2 separate regions of the Mus musculus genome follow, and region 2 is linked to region 1. A link is a contact called in public Hi-C data. All regions are on one chromosome and are shown on one strand. Each heading gives the region's core, a stretch centred on a gene start, on an enhancer-like site or on the middle of the called end of the contact. The rest is flanking DNA. Distances are from core to core; before and after follow the strand shown.

Region 1 (2,520 bases), core at 13-2,512:
AGGTCACTGGGGCGAAAATACATAAATATGTGAGCTCATGCATGTGCAGCCCCTATATGTCATAAACTGTACGCACGTGCACGCACGCACGCACGCACCGGTCTTAACTTTAAACAAAGGTTAGTCCAATATAGGCATTAATGCCCCCCGCCCCGCCCGTGGAGTTAGAAGCCCTAGGGCTGTCTGTTAAATAGTGCACAGTTTAGAATACAGGAGATAAATTTCTTTAAGGAACTTCATTCAGTTCTAGTTACCTTCAGACTGCTATTTTTGCAAACTCGTAACCGTGAAACTAATTTTAAAAAAAGAAAAGAAATTAAACAGTCCTCTGTTCATTTTGCATTTCTGTACATTTAGAAGCGATTATTTGTTCCTTCATTACTGGCAGGATTAAATCCAATATTTGCTAGTATAATTTATTTTAAAAGACCTTTTGTCCTTCCGGAAGTAATTTTGAAACTTAATATTAAATGGAAACGTTGGGTGAGGATCTTTTTTTTTTTTTTTTTTTTTTTTTATTTCTTCAGTGTTTATTCTTCCACTTCTGATCAATTAATATTGAAGGTAGTGAGCCCTGAAAAACCAATTCTGGGCAGTACCTGGCCTTTTAAGTGAAGGAGTAAAACGCGGGGTACCTGCACGCCCTTGCAAAGTAGGCTCTACTAAGGCAAGGCCTTGGGGTAGCTGCTGAAGGTTCTGAGAGGTTGAACCTACACTGTGCAATCCTTCAGACACAGGAGTAGCCATGCATTCATTTAAGATCCAGCGCAGGGCTGGGGCCAGTCCACAGGCCGGCACGAAGCTTCCCGCCCCGGGCCCTTCCTGCAGAGGAAGAAGCTGGGCGCTAGGAGTGGGATCCCGGCCCACTTCCTGTCCAGCAGCTCGGGAGCCGCTTCCTCTCAAAGCCGGAGGACAGGGCTTCCATTCCCGCGTCTCAGCGAGGTTCACGGAAGAGTGTACCCCCGGTGGAAGCCGCAAGCACCGGTAGCGAGCGCGGCACAAGGGTTAGGCGCGCCGGGCTCGCCCAGGAGGCGTGGCCGGTGGCGCTGGCCAAAGGGCTTGAGGGCGGGGCGGATGGAGGAAGGGGGTGTGGCCAGAGGCGCGCGCCTTTGCGGCCTGGGGGCGGGGCGGACGGAGGAAGGGGGTGTGGCTAGAGGCCCGCGCCTGTGCAGCCGCTGCGGGGCGAGGGCTGTGGCCGGGGGCGGTTCCGGGCGGCAGGCCGGGGCGGGGCGGGCAGAGGAAGGGGGCGGGGCCCGAAGTTGTTCCGCGCTGGGCTGCGGGGCTGGCGTGCGGACCGGGCCGGGCCGGAGAAGTTTTCGCTGGGGCTGCTGAGCGAGGGTGCGGGCCCCCGCAGGCGGTGAACGCCCGCTGCCATGGCTTTCCGTAGGAGGACGAAAAGTTACCCGCTCTTCAGCCAGGAGTTCATCATCCACAACCATGCAGACATCGGTTTCTGCTTGGTGCTCTGCGTCCTCATCGGGCTTATGTTCGAGGTGAGTAGAGCGGGGAGGGGGTGCTGCAGGGGTTGGCGGTCCTAACTCCCGTCCTCCGAGGCGCAGACAGGGATTCCCGGACCTCATCTGGGCTGGAGCGCGCCCGGCTGGGATGTCCCGCACGTTATCTGCACCTCTGGCTTTGTGCACTGTATCCACTCTGGCCTGGACCTAAGAGAGTCCAGACAGCACCCCTAACTCCTAGCTGTGCGGGCCGTGCCATGCTCTGTCGCCCCCCTTGGACACCCACCACATCCTACAACTCTATCTGAATCTCAGAAACCCATACCTGGCCTCGAACCAATTGCAGAGCTGCCTTCCTGGCCCTATGGTTGGGGTTTCCTTTCTGGCGACTTGGTGCCAATGTGGGAAACTCCTAGACCAGCTGTAATTGCACAATCCCCCCTCCTTCTCTCTAGTGGGGGCCTCCAGATCTTCTAGGCTTTTCTAGTGGAAGGGACCCTAACCCTCTCCACCTCTCTTGTGGCTTTCTGGAAGTTCTTCATCCTAACCTCTGGAGCTTGCTCCAGGTGTTCACATGTGGCCCTGGCTCCATCCCAGAGGGACCTTCTGCTACCAACCTCTCTTTAAATATGACCTAAAGGGCTAGTTTTAAGATATCCTTTGGCACTTTGAACTGTTCCTGTAGATCTGTGTGAACTGGACCCAGAGCCTCATCCCCTTTGCAGGAGCCAGTAGAGGGATACTCTCTGTGAAAGGTGATTTCCTAGTCGCTGCAGGGATGTGGGGTGGGAACAGAGAAAGGGATCCTGGATTCAGCACTGTGCTGGTGTAGGCCTCAGAGCTGTCTGTGTAAACCACTAAGGGGTCAGAATCCGAGGTCCCTACTCCAGAGTGCTGCAAAACGGTGATATTGAAAAGTGGGAAGGACTTACTATAGTATATATTGTCTCCAGAGCACCATAGGTAATAGGTGACAGTCCCATGGCTTGGGTCGCCTGGTCTTGAGAACACTCATTCCTATCCTCTCTTCTGTGTAAGTTTCCTGATCTGCATTCTACAGGGT
Region 2 (2,520 bases), core at 11-2,510, 2.8 Mb before region 1:
TCATACTTACTACACAGCAAGCCGAATCACTCCAACTGTTTCACTGAGTTCAACCTTAGTAAACCTGATGGGCTATCATCGAGAATGTCTTCCTTTTTAAAACTGTCTTTCCTTGCAGGGAAGAATGTCGTTTACATTGTGTTATGTAGGAACATCTTCTGAAACACACTGTCAGTTTCAGAAGCCTTGTGCTTGGCCTTCTTGCAAAGGACCATCACAGCTGGGCCTGTTGACTATTTATGTTCCACCATAGGGAGGGTATATGGAGACTTATGGAAGGGAACCCCTACCACACTATTCAGTCACTGTTGTATGTGGTTCTGCCCTGCTTGTATCTGGTCTCAGGGAGGGGCTAGAGGATATACCTGGGGGAAGATGGAGGGAGGGAATTCCATGTCAGGTTCCTAAGGACCATCATCCTTGCTATGTGCAGACCTTCCAGTGTGGCTATTCTAAGGTCATCTATGCTCCTATCCATACCCCTTACCAGTTGCTCTTTAAGCCTAATAAGCTCATTGGTTCTCCTGGGTGAACTTTGTTGGAATTATACCTAAGTTTGTCTTTAGGATCTTACGAGAAGGAACAGGCTTAAGTTTCTCCCAGGGAAGGGATCCTAGCAGCACACAATTTCTTAAAGTGACATCCCTTTAATAATTCACTTTTTGATCACTTTCCCTCTTCCTAGGCGGGGTATATTGCCTGGTTTTAACTCTTCCACTTGTAGCATGGCCAAGTGACTTGACTGTTTTGCCTCATTTTCCTGTATATGAGATTATCAATATTGTTGAGGGAGGTAGGGTTTATTACGTTACCTCTCCCCCCCAAACATGTCTATTTTCCTCTAAAACGTAAGACACTTTTAGCCCCATTTCATTCCATCCGCTTCTAGTATACCGTTTCCAAACTCCCGATGCACACACATGGGATGCATCTACCCATTATAACTATATATATATAACTATAATTTGGACATTTCCAGTGCTGTGTACACAAATGCAAAGACTGTGAAAAATGCAAAGACTGTGAAAGTCGCTTCCCGGTAAAAAAAAAAAATTCTTCCACTTTCAGGTCTCTAGAGGCTTCAAGCGACGATCAGGTGTCAAGAGTGGGGAATCTCGCCCCGGGGAGCGTCAGACGCTTCTCTGGAATCACCTTGGGAGTCTCCCGGCACGCGGGCAGCTGGGCGCATGCGCAGCGCCCAGCGCTGCGTCCTCCCGGAAGCGGCGGCTCTTCCCGCCCCGCCCCTCGCCGGCTCGGGCGGAGCGTGCGGCGGGCCCGGCGAGGAGGCGGGACACGTCGGCGCTGGCTCGGCCGCCGCCGCCCCTCCTCCGGTTCCAGCCGCCGCCGCCACCGCCGCTGCCGCCGCTTCCTGGGCCGAGTCCGTCCGCGGCCCCAGCGGCGTCAGGTGCCCTCGCCCGCCCGGCCTCGCCAGCGCCGTCCGCCCGTCCGCTCGCCCGCGTCCGGGCCCGCCGCCCCGCCGCCGACATGGCGACACGCTCCTGTCGGGAGAAGGCTCAGAAGCTGAACGAGCAGCACCAGCTCATCCTGTCCAAACTGCTGAGGGAGGAGGACAACAAGTACTGCGCCGACTGCGAGGCCAAAGGTAGCGCGCGGGCTTGGTGGCCGCTCGGCCGGGGCCTCCTGCGGCTGTGACCTTCCCACCCTCCGCGGCGTCTCGTCCGCGCCGGCTCTCCCGGGAGGGCGGGCGGCCTCTGGCTCTCGGCTAGCACGGAGGTCGCGGCCTCAGCCTCCGGCTCGGAGCCGGCGTCGCGCCGCTGCCACCGCCTTGGGCCGCCGGCTGGGCGGTGCTGATAGGGCTGTGGGAGCCCTCCTGCCTCAGCCTCAGCGACTCCGTGGGTGGAGTCGCCCTTAGGTCCCTGTCCTCTTGGCGACCCTCCCTTCCTCCCACGAGATCGCGTCGTCCTCCCTTTCCCCAGTGGTGCGGTGTCCCAGATGGAGCCCTACCTGCCTGCCCACCTGACAGCTCTTGCACAGGGCGTTTACTTCTGTTTCTGAAAAAGAACAGTGTTTTGGGGTGGTTTGAGATGTCACTGCATAACATAATCGAGATAGGGTTTTCATTATTTGTGTATACTATGTATAACACACACACACACACACACACACACACACACTCACACTCTCTTATTCTGGATGTTATAGTGTCCTAAGGAAAGTGTGTTATGTTCATAAAGAGTTCAGTCGTTAGATTCCCCCAGACGACCCATTGGCGAATTTGTGGACACTGGTCTGTCCACTTCATAAATGTGGAAGGTGCATTTTAAGATACTGAGAAGAAGAAGAAGAAAAAAAAACCCCACTATTTTTAGTTCAGGTGGAGGTTTCTGCTTGAGCCTTTGAAATAGATAAATTATTTTTAGCTGATAGTTTTTGTTTGGAGATGTGGTTTATTTCTAATGTAAGTAATATCATGGAGAGTAATGGAGATTTAAAAATCCTACTTCTATGTAGTTAGGAAAATGTACATTTGATTTTTCTCTGGGAAATAGGTAGTTGCTG

The links. Hi-C and Micro-C count contacts between places; a contact is called where the count stands out from the background.
Region 2: a Hi-C map of CD8 T cells shows a contact between it and region 1, with 10 times the contacts expected there. The contact joins the promoter of Smap1 here to the promoter of Tram2 in region 1. A contact is called at or near these places in 1 of 39 promoter capture datasets (the C10 cell line), 1 of 484 Hi-C or Micro-C datasets (CD8 T cells) and 1 of 115 datasets of contacts at active chromatin or transcription factors (astrocytes).

What each region holds. Positions count from the first base shown.
Region 1 is chr1:21,077,967-21,080,486 of GRCm38.p6, reverse strand. It overlaps Tram2 (translocating chain-associating membrane protein 2), which reads left to right and starts at 1,262. Exons shown (of 11, transcript NM_177409.3): 1 at 1,262-1,493. The coding sequence starts at 1,374.
Region 2 is chr1:23,921,121-23,923,640 of GRCm38.p6, reverse strand. It overlaps Smap1 (small ArfGAP 1), which reads left to right and starts at 1,260. Exons shown (of 10, transcript NM_028534.3): 1 at 1,260-1,603. The coding sequence starts at 1,486.